Regions from separate parts of the Mus musculus genome. Here region 1 is linked to region 2. The links are chromatin contacts, called in public promoter capture Hi-C maps. All regions are on one chromosome and are shown on one strand. Each heading gives the region's core, a stretch centred on a gene start, on an enhancer-like site or on the middle of the called end of the contact. The rest is flanking DNA. Distances are from core to core; before and after follow the strand shown.

Evidence for each region. Promoter capture Hi-C pulls out the DNA fragments that hold promoters and counts their contacts.
Region 1: a contact with region 2 is called in a promoter capture Hi-C map of cranial neural crest. The contact joins the promoter of Prkra here to the promoter of Gpr155 in region 2. A contact is called at or near these places in 2 of 39 promoter capture datasets (cranial neural crest and liver).

What each region holds. Positions count from the first base shown.
Region 1 is chr2:76,646,420-76,652,426 of GRCm38.p6, forward strand. It overlaps Prkra (protein kinase, interferon inducible double stranded RNA dependent activator), which reads right to left and starts at 1,608. Exons shown (of 8, transcript NM_011871.3): 1 at 1,373-1,608; 2 at 706-875. The coding sequence starts at 1,437. Pjvk (pejvakin) reads left to right here and starts at 3,854. Exons shown (of 6, transcript NM_001080711.2): 1 at 3,854-4,213; 2 at 4,979-5,174; 3 at 5,775-5,916. The coding sequence starts at 4,003.
Region 2 is chr2:73,383,938-73,389,442 of GRCm38.p6, forward strand. It overlaps Gpr155 (G protein-coupled receptor 155), which reads right to left and starts at 2,543. Exons shown (of 17, transcript NM_001190297.2): 1 at 2,328-2,543. It overlaps Gm13707 (a long non-coding RNA gene), which reads left to right and starts at 2,913. Exons shown (of 9, transcript XR_866430.3): 1 at 2,913-3,419; 2 at 4,513-4,638.

The DNA of each region.
Region 1 (6,007 bases), core at 358-2,857, 3.3 Mb after region 2:
TGTCCACGTTTACAAATGGCAACTCTGGTAACCATTTTCTCAGGCTTAGACTAAAAGAAGGCATTAATCTGAACTTTAAAACTTCATTGGTGTGTGACCTTGGGCATGTAGCTTATGAAAAGGTTTTTAAAGTTGCCACTTCATGAATAAAAAGAGGAAACAATTTTATACAAAATACTTATATAGTATTTAGAACTAGAAGCTACTGTGCGCTGCAGCTTGAAGGAATACAGTATGGGAGTCTTCTATGTTTCCCTGATTTTTCATGGACACACACTCAAGCGTGGTAGGTACCAAGAATCCGAAGTTCCAGATGTGTCCATAAAAAGGGAAACTCGGAAAATTCTGACGGCGTGGCTACTAGCCTCTGCGCTGGTAACTTTGTAACTTTGAAAGGCGATAGCACCCACGGACTTGGCTATCGGAGCTCCAAGAATATTTCCAGTTTTTAATTCTTAAGAGGAACTTTAGCCGGCTCCCCAGGTACTGGAAAGTGTGCAGGATGCTGGGAGTGTCTGAGCTTCCTTACATCTTAGCGAGACAGAACTAGGGAGCGAAACAAATGAAGTTGATCCTGGAGTCTCTTGTCTTCAGAGTACACTCCCACAGCCATCTTAATTAAAAGGGCGCTTTTCCTTACTGAAAAGCAACATAGAATCAGGGCCTCCAATCCACATGGTCATGGGGAATTAACTGCATACAGACCTGTGCAAGTTATGTCACCAACGGTTACTCTGAAGGTGAAAGTGGGCACGTGTACTTGCACATCGGATCTTTCACATTCATAAACTGGAATGTTCTTGGTCTTCATGCCGTACTCGTGCAATACCTGAATCGGTGTTTTCCCAGGCTTAGCTGTTATCATCTTGCCCAAACTGCAAAAACCAGAAAAAAACGTAGGCATTGCACGTCAAAGCTGAAAGGGAAGCAAAAGCATCCACTTCTCAGTTTTGACAGTCACAAATGGTGACAAAAAGGTTCTGCAGCTCCCCAGCGGCCAGGATCAGTGGCAAGGCCTGGGCGAGCACCTGTCCCCGGGTGCTGCAGCCCATGGAGGAGAGTGGAGAGGTCTGTACAGAGAACTTGAGAGCGGTGGGAGGGATGCTGAAAGAAATCGGGTGGGCTTGGACTAGGCAGCTAGACACCCGGGTCTGCGCCTCAACACTGATCAAGTCCTCCCGATCGGCTAGCTGCCTAGGGTCACTAGAGGGGCGGGGCGCGCAGCAGACCCCCAGGGCCCGGAGGGCGGGCCCAGCGCCACGCCGGGAGAGGGGGGAGCTTTACCCAGAATGCTGCCCGACAGCCGGCTCCCTGCCCCTGCCCCGCTGCCCACCCGTCTTGGGCCTTGAGGCCTCGACGGCCCGGCGCTGACCTGAAGGTCCCGCTGTCCTCGCGCTGCAGCGGCGGGGCCTCGGCACGATGCCTGCTATGGGACATGGCGAGAAGGGACGGCTGGCCACAGCAATCAAGAGAAGTGTGGATCTGGGTCCTCCCTCTCCACGTCGGCCAGTTCCCGAGAGGAGCGTGCCCGCGCTGCCGCTTGGACGCCCCTCGAATCGCTGCCTGCCTCCCTCCAGCTAAGGGACAGGAGGAGAAGGAAGGAGAGGCGGGGCCTCGGCGCGGAAGAGCCGGCCACACCCCCTCTCTGCCCAGCCTCTCTGCCCCGCCCCTCTCTGCCATGCTCAGCCCCTCGATGTTCTTGCTCCACTTTGCCACAGTGCTCAGCCCTTTCCCGTTCCTCGGGCTCCGCCCTCTCTGCCAAGTTTCTGTCCTTCCCAGCTACCGCCCGCTCTCTAGTTGGGTTCCCAGAGCTTCTCAGAGCCCGGCCCCGCCCCTCCTGCGACCTGGCTCCGCCCTCTCTGCCAGTCCGGGCTCTTCCCAGCCTCTGCAGGCGCCTCCCCCCACCCCCCGTTCCGCTTCCAAAGCTTCTGAGCGCCCGGCCCCGCCCCTCACCCTTCTAGGCCCCGCCTCCATTGCATGTCCCGGCTCTTCCCGGCTCCTGCCTGCACCCCGCTTCGGTTCCCCGAGTTTCCCCTCCCGCCTTTAGTGGTGCAGAGAGCCTCAGTCCTTTGTCCTTAAAGGGAGGTGGCTTCCTTCTCAGCGAGAAAGCTAGTAGTAGGCTACGAGCCTAGCATGTTTGAGGAGCAAGGAAAAAAGATTAAGGGTTGGACTACTTTAAGAAAGATTTAAAAATTCGAATGGTAAATTACTAAGAAAATTGTGGATCTTGGCCCCGAAACTTGAGACCCGAGAGCGTCAGCTAAGGGGCAGCCAGTGGCTTTAAGAGCCCTGGATCCCTGGGCCCGCTGCTGTCTGGCGGGCCCGCTGCTGTCTGGCGGACTCTTGTGACCTGCTTAGGATAGTGGTTTTCATTCTTCCTAATGCTGTGACCCTTTAATTCAGTTCCTCATGTCGTGGTGACAACCCCTTCTCCCCCTCGCCAACTATAATATTATTTCTTGCTACTTCATATCTGTAGTTTTGCTACTATAATGCAACCCCAGGGGACTTGCAACCCACAGGTTTAGAACCTCTGCTTTGGGAACATGTGGGATCCCCAAAGAGATGCTGGAGGTGGAGTGCATAGCAAGGATATTTAGACCAGTTTCCAGGATTGCTCTTCCGGTTGACCTGTGCAATGGAGAGTGATGACGTTAACCTGGAACGCTCCACCTACAGAGTATGTTGTGGGTGTGTTAGCGCTTCAGAGCGTCTTAGAATTTGTGAACTATTTGCACAATGGCTCCTGTGTTTACTTAATGCTCTAGAATTGAATTCTAGAAATATTCTTACTGAGAGACTCCTAAAAGGTTTTTTTGTTTGCTTGTTTGTTTGTTTGTTTGTTTGTTTTTTAATGGAAGTTTTAGGTTGATGTACAAAAGTATTTGGTTCTGTGATGGAAATTTGTTTTGGTTGTATGAGAGCCCAAACACTTGGAAGCAAGGAAAAAATATCCGGAATTGAACCAAATTGAATTCTACTGGGGCTTAGGTTAAGCCTATTCTCGCTTTTATTTCTGTATAATATACACGGGTTACAATCCAATAATGCTATTACACTTATGTGTTAATGAATATCGTATTGTAACAACCACAGAGACACTCAAAATATATCAACCACCTATGGCCAGACAGTATAGGTTTGTTTCTAGAATTTAATTTAATGGATTCACAAAATTTCCTTGAAAATAAGCCAAAACTTTATGTAACTATTTTATAGGTAGAGTAATTGGATAGCAATGAGCAACAAAAAGGAGGTAAAATTCAGCAGGACTCTTATCAGTTGATGTAGTCTGAGCTATTAGTTTCAGAGTTAGAACCTTCCATAGTAGTTTTTAATATGTAATGTAATAGTAACTAAAAAGCCTTCAAGACCCTATAGAGATCTGCACCCAATTGTTTTTCTCTATAGTCTGTGAATTGATATGTGGTACTAAACATATAGTTTCACAAGCATACAAAAATCTGGATGAGAGACATGCCTGTGTTAGGATCTGTACACTGTGAAGCTTCAAAAAGTACTTTTCTGCTGCCAAAATTCACCTGCTGGACTTGTGAAAGAATTCCTCTTGGATGATGGCCACTGCAGATCATATCCAGGCCTAATGTTAGATTAGAGCCCACTTGCACCGTTTGCTGTGAGCCTCCTTCCAACTGGCTCATTGCTGGGGGGAAAGCCCTTTCAACTGTGGTCTCCTCAAGGACTTTGGTAGTTTGAATTAGTTTTCTCTATATATTTTAGTTCTGTAGGCTGCCATTCCGAGTTAGACTTGCTTTTAGTGTATCATTTACACTACCATCTATTATTCATTACCCGAGTTCATGAAGGGAGGTGCTGTTGTGAATTGCACACCAGCAAACTACTTGGTGAGCGTGGGCTTTATAGTTCTAACCTGCGTAACTGTATTTAACATCAAGGAAGGCTTAGTTTGGTGTCTGATTCTCTTCTTCAAAAATGGGTTCGTTGCCTGAGGGTCGCAGTTGATGACATCTTGATATTAATATGTTTGCTGCTGCTACCAAGAGCTTCGTTAAGCAAGTTGGAGATGGAGGGAGATTAGTCCCTGTCCCAAGCCTCAGCGAAGCTGACAAGTACCAACCCCTGAGTCTGGTGGTGAAAAAGAAGCGGTGTTTTCTGTTTCCTAGATGCAAATTCACATCCACTCCTTTCACACTTAAAGATATTCTCCTGGGAGATCGAGAAATTTCAGCTGGTAAGTTTAAATGTGCGAGAGTGACTCATGATGGGGCTATATCATTAATAACCTAACAGGGGTTGTATGGATTAATTATATTAACAATACGCATTTTAAGAATAAAATCAATTTTTATGTGGTAATAATATCATTCAGGTGAACAATGCTTAAATTTTTATAGTTTCAAATTGCTTATTGCTTAATTTTAAAATCAATTATAAGTTGTTTTTAACTAAGTGGGCTTAGAAAAATGATGTGTCTTGACCTGTAAAATATAGGATATTATTGGGTCTTACCCATTTACATGATCAAATAAATGAAAGTAATTTAAATTATTTTACAGTTTACTATAATAGGTAAACTCAGTTTTTTAGAAATGTGGGCACTGGAAGATTGAACTTGAATTTTCCTGCTTATAAACATACACTTTAACAACTGAACCATCTCCCAACCCTGAAATGAATTCTTTAAACTAGATTATAAAACAGACATGATAGTTAGTCATTGGCTATGGATATTTGTCTTTCTTTCAACTACTCAATAGATCTTTATTGATGTATATGTATTCTGTTGTATGAATAGGGAATTTGAGTTCCTGTTAAGTATTCTATTATTTCTTTTTGTAGCAAAATTGCCTGAAAAGCTACTTTCCGTATAATTTGAAATGCTGCTTAATCAATATTTTGGCCAAAGAATTTTTCAGTCATGTTAACATGATAATACCTAAAGTCTATGTAAGATGAATTTGAGACGTTTAAAAGATATTAAGTTTCTTCTCCAAAGGAATTTCATCTTATCAGTTACTGAATTATGAAGATGAGTCAGATGTTTCCCTCTATGGAAGGCGAAGCAACCATATTGTGAATGACGTGGGGATTAATGTCACTGGATCTGATTCCATCGCAGTCAAAGCTTCATTTGGTGTCGTGACCAAACATGAGGTGGAAGTTTCGACATTACTCAAGGAGATTACTGCACGGTCAGTACAACGGTCCTGGTACACAGCAGTGTTCTCCTTAGATGGTTTGACTGTATCCCCTCCACCGCAAAGAAGGCTTAAGACGTTTGGGTTCTGTTTTACAAGTTAATTGATATATATATGTATATATATTCATTTGGAAGACTACATGTTAGCAGCTAGTTACTACCTCTACCCAATCAAAATCTATTTGATAAATATTTTCAGTTGTTTCATTAAAAAAAAAAAATCACTACCAAGTGAATTCAACTCCATCTTGGGCAAATTATTGAGAATCTGTCTCAAACTAAAATCAAAATCACTGGGTGGCAGGGAGGTGGCTCAGTGATAGAGTGCTTGCCCAGCGTGCACAAGGCTCTGGGTTCAGTCCCCGGTCCTAGAAAACTAAACAAGTCGTGCCTCCACTCTATAGAGCAAGAAAAACAACTGAAGAGAGAGGCAAATTAGTCAAGTGATTTTGTTTCTATTTTCTGATTTTCATTATTCCTACCTCAGATTCACACACGTCATTAAGATGGGCCTTAAATAACACAAAAAGGTACCTTCAGTCACATGATCACATATTAGAGCATCTTAGACACATGTCTTTTTTTATTCTAGAAAAATTAACTTTGACCACAGTTTGATCCGCCAATCAAGGAGCAGCAGGAAGGCGGTGCTGTGCGTGGTCATGGAGAGCATCCGAACCACACGCCAGTGCTCTCTGTCAGTGCACGCTGGGATTCGTGGGGAAGCCATGCGGGTAAGATACACTCAGGGCTTCACTAACGACACAGTTACTATGGAGTTTAAAAAAAAATTACTCATCAAAGGCAGAAAAAAAAAAAAAAAAA
Region 2 (5,505 bases), core at 1,293-3,792:
GTGTTGCTTTCTAGAAACCAAACCCTTTTAAAACCTTATATTTAATTGGGATTAAGACAAGTATTTCCTTTTTTCTACCAGGATTAGGCAGGAGTGGTCAAGAGAAACAAATCCTACAATATTCACATACTTGATCTTTCCAAATAAGCACTGAATTACACAGGCAGGTTCTGGTTGGCACACAGTCATCCTTGAAGTTGCTGGTCAACAATCAGACTTGAGTATGAAAACATTGGCGCCCTTAAGAAATGTGTCCTTAGAAAGGGAGTAAGGAAGGGGGTAAGAAACTGGTCCAGCCTTTTCCAAAGTTCCCTAGATTTCTTTGCTTGAATAACTCACAATCCCTATTTTTCTTTGCTTGGATATCTCACAATCCCATATTTGGACAACATAAGAACAACAATGTAACCGTGGGGGGTGAGGGGAGGAGAGAGAGAGAGCGCGCGCAAGCGCACATGCTTAAACAACAATCTTAATTAACAATAGATAATGAAAACTGTTGTAGACTTTGAACCTTAGCATTTATCAACTCTTTGGGTCAATTACTTTGCCTCCCTGAGTCAGTTTCCTTAACTGTGAAACGAGTGGGAAAACTCCTTAGCGAAACACTATATGGAAAGGATGTACTGTGCACAGCTCATCACAGAGGAGGTCTTCATGAAATGGGAGCAATAGTTCTAATGCCAAGTATGGTGCCCCATGCTAGGAACCCAGTCCTGAGAGACAGAAATAGGAGCAATACAAGTTCAAAAGCAACCGGGGCTGCATTGAGACGATGTCTCAAAAAACAGACAGCGTACACAGAATAAACCAAAGTGGGTAAGAGAGGTGGGTAGAGAGACTGCAGACCTAATGATAATGATTAAAACGGTAACAAGGTAAACAGCATTCATTGTCACAAGTAGCTATACAAACATGCCTAATATTAAAGATCCTCAATAGTAGACATACTAGATATTCCACAAAGTTACGAGTTTAGAATGTGTTATGAAGTTACCAGCCTCTGTTTCATACCCAGCAATTAAGAGTTGAATTGAGTTTGATCTTAAGTGGCTATTGACAGTGAAGGTGATGGCCAAGAGGTTTAACAACTTCCAGGTTCAACTTCCAATTAACTGAAAATTAAATGAAACTTTTTAAAAGTAATCTGTCCTTTTCCCCCTTTCAATTTTTCCAGTGTTATAAACAGTTCCCGAGGCAAATGAAAGTTAAAATGACTTCTAGTCTGACATAATGTCACACACCTGTAATCACAGCACTAGTGAGGCAGAGGCAGGAAGACCATGGGTTCAAGCCCAGCTACAAAGAAAAGCCAGCCAGGACTTAAATTAGCAGCTGTCTCAAAATAAGGAAGGGAGAAAAAAAAAAACTAAAAATAACTCTGAAGTTTTATCTCATACCATTTTAAACATGAAAACAAAACAAAACGAAAAACCGCTTCTTATGCACATTTTAAGATTAACAAGAACCACAACAAAGGAAGTTTTAAAAATGTCATCCAGTCCTTTAAACTACAAAAACAAGACTTGTTGCAGAACAAACAAGTTGTCCTATCACTGGAAAAGCCAATTCACTGGGCCAGACACTAGAAAACGAAGTATACAAACCATCTAGTCGCATTACATCTGACTTAGATAACATGACCAAAGCACTGAAATTGTAGGTTAAATGCTATTAAGTTCAAATGTGCTGCAGTACTGACTTGAAAGAAAAAGCTTTAAACTGAGGCTGTTCTCTTCTCAAACACTCCTATCCTTTAGACAGGAGAAAAGCCTAATGCCTTGCAGCACTATAAAAAGCACTCTTCAACATCAACAGGCACTCCAGTCACTGCCTTTTCCCTTGTCAATCTGCAGGATCAGACTTTGGCCCGCCAAGATAAGGAGTGCAGAGTCCCTGACCAAATAGATGATACCGAGGGCAGCTGACACCCGTGGAAGTGGAAAGCCAGGGCATGGGAGTCACAACGTCAGGTGCTCCGTAAAGAAGTATGGGAGAAAATTTGGCGCAAAGATCCCGAGGTGCTCAGGAGGGGCAGACACGAAGGCCACCTTGGGCTAAAGTAAAAAGTCCGAGATGACAATGTGAGCACACGTGCAACGGGGTGCTTCGCACCCTGGGGACCGCAGCTCTGGCACCAGAGGGGACAAGTCGTCCCTTGTGAGCAGACCATCTCCAGTGTTCCCGCAGGTTTCAGGCGCAGGCTCTGTGGAGCAGAGGCGGACAGGCGCAGCAGCTAGCCGAGGCGCCAGGGCAGCCTGGCGCTGCCCACTGGTCCGGACCCCAGGGGCAGGGGCCATTGCAAACGCAACTGGGGCTCATCTCACCTGCTAGGTCTGCAGCTCCGGCTGCAAGGAGAAGGAAGCCGATGCTCACAGAGGGCCAAGCAGCGAGCACACCGCCGTCATCTCCCGCCCCGAACCCTCTTGTAGCGGCGTGTGCCAGCGGCAGATGCCCAACCACGTTCCGAGAAAGGGAGGGGTGAGCCGCTGCGGTCCTGTCAGCTACCTTAGGCGTCTGCAGCCCGGTGCCTCCTCCCCGCCTCCGCCCCGCCTTCAGGCTCCGCCCCTGGCCTGGAGGTCAGAGAAGCCGGTCTCCATTCTGCCGTGAGGCCCCGCCCCCAAGCTCAGGACATGGCCCCGCCCCGCCCAAGGCCCCGCCTCCAGCATGGAGGTCCGCGTTTCAAATCTCCACCCCGCCGTCAGGCCACACCCCTAAGCTCCAGTGCTACACTGCACTCCGCCCTGGGGCTCCACCCCAAGGCCCCGCCCCTAGCCAGAAGGCCCGAATGCGGGTCTCCACCTCGCCTTTAGGCCCCGCCCCCAAGGACAAGCGACACCGCTCCACCCCCGGTGCCCGAGGCCACACAGCCCAGTCCCTGCCCTTATGCTTCGCCTCCGCCAAAGCCACTTGGCCGCCGGTCTCCCGTAGCTGTACTTCCGGCTTTTCTCTTCCCACAAGATGGCGGCCGGGTGGGGATTGGCAGTATTGGTTTCCTCCGCCTCTGCTCAGACTCAGGAAGGCCTGTCATCATTTCGGTTAACCTCAGCTTCCAGTAATCCTGTCAATTCCTCTCCTGGTTAGCCTCGTCATTGCATAGTATAGAGTTATAAATGCAAGGATGTGAGTTCAAACCCTGCCTTCTACCTTTCCCAAGCTAGCATGATCTTGACCTTCCTAAATCAAAAGAGATTAAAATATAAGCTTTAGTTGTGTGCTTGATTTAGAATACATTGCCAGCAGCGACTGCTTCTTTTTCTGTTGTGGAGGAACTCTGGCTGTATGCTCTTAGTTTACAGACAGGAATCTCCTAGTATTCTCGGAAGTCTACTGGGGCTTCTCGAAGTCAACGTGTGAAAATGAAGACATTTTCTGAAACAAAAAATATTTCTAATTTAAAGCCTGATCTCAGTGATTTTGTAAGTATTTCTTAAAAAGAAATCTTGCTTTGCAAATTTTACTGTTTTGTCTGGCCACTACTATGTCCTATTAATCTGTGCAGTTTTAGTACAAAGTACAGTACTATTTGCACCTTTAAATTAAGTTACTATATGGTTTACTAAGAAAATAAAAGCCGGGAAGGGAGATGGGATGGGGGAAGGGGGTTCCGAGGGAAAATGAGGAAAGGGGATAAAATTTGAAATGTAAATAAAGAAAATATGTAATAAAAAATGGGAAAAAAAAAGAAAAGAAAAGCCAAGAGCTGGCTTAAGGATATGAAGCCTAAGGAAAGGTGAGCAGAATTGAAACTATTTTTTAAAATGTAGCTTACTCCCTTTTGGTTCATTTTTTGTCTTTCTCACTTTTAACTATTAACCTAACTGCAAAAAAAAAAAAAAAAAAAAAAACAATACATCTGTTATCTCAAGGCTAAATGGATTCCTGCCTTGAAACTATGAACATTAGTCAAACTAAATATTTAGTGAACTTTGACTTTTAAAGGATTATTGAAAGACAGGCCTAGAAAGGAAAGTTAAGGCCAACCTGTAGGAGTTCCTTGTGTTAGCTTAGCTTAGTTTATCCTCTGACAGCACAGTAAGATTGGTACAATTTCCCCACACTGGAACATGTCAGTGGATTTTGTGCCTTATGATCTGGAAGCCTTCCCAGGATAAGTGGAGAGATGAAAGGCAGAAAGGACAGTATGGTGACTTTGGGACTAGCCAAGACAAGGAAATAACCTACTCTGGGCTAATGGTAGTACAAATGGAGTAAGTTTGAGGGGTGTTACAGAAGAACTGTAGAGCCGGACAGCTGAGAGAGGTAAAGAAGAGGAGGTGGGGAACATTAAGTTTGTTCTCATCCACTAAAATAAGGAGAAAGAAGCCAGGTAGAGAGCTTCTAATAGATTTCCCAGCTGTGAAATTCTGCTATCTGGAAATGAAGAACTATTTCAATGCGCTTACAAAGGAGGAAGGGGCTACAAAGAGTGAATTTGCTTCTAGACCTAAAATTGGAAACCCTGAGGCATTATCTATAACAATCTCTTGGACTTATCCTTCCTTCCGTCAGAGGCGCTGGGAGTTTAGACATCTGATTAAAACCCCTTGGGTCAGATCCCACTCCTGGAGGGAAGAATGAAGCGCTTCAGTGTTCTGTGAGCTGACAGTTCTTAAGAAGGCATCAGCACACGTCCATGTGAGTGTACAAGGTTATGTCAGCAATCCATTGCTATTCACTTGATATGCCCGTGTCTGCTTATAGTTAGCCCTCTCACCTTTCTGCTTGTTCGTTTTATCTGAATTATGATTAGACTTTAAAAAAAAAAACCAAAAACCAAAGTCTACAAGTCATAAGGTACTTTCTTTGGTTATAAGGAAATGGTGAACAATACTTAATAATTACTCTTTTATTCAACTACTATTTGTTAAAACAGATAAGCATAAAAACCCACCATAAACTGAAATAATTTAGGAACACTGACACGGTGTGGTATATAAACTTAAAAAAAGCAAAGGCCTGCACTTGTAATCTTTTTATCCTTAGAGCTTAGACGAGTGCTTTCTTTGACATATGATAGGCATTCTATAAATGGCTTTTGAATGGCTGAATAAATTATAATTGCCTTCCTTGCCTACCAGCTAACCAGGAGGTTGAAGTGTTCTATTCAGTGTGGGTTCCTTGCTATAAAGAACTGTCATGTAGCTATTTCACTCAGTAACTGATTTCTCCTTTTACTCAGCTTTCCACTTGGCTTAATTTTGTAGCCTAATTTTAATATGCATCTAAATGGTTTACTTCTTTGTCGTAAATACTCTAACTTAACTTAATTTCAGGTCGTTTTAAGGCCATGAAAATTACCTCTGCCTATGCTTATAGGTATGCATGCTTTCACGAGCACCTAAGATGTCATTGTTTCTCCTCTCCCTTTCAAGGGATACTGAAATACTCACACAAAGGCAATGAGAGGAGGTGGGGCCTGACCATCTCACCTGGCTATTGATTTTATTACTAACCTCCAGTAAGGCTCAAATCTGAATAAAGAAGGGGGGCTATTGTTTGCAC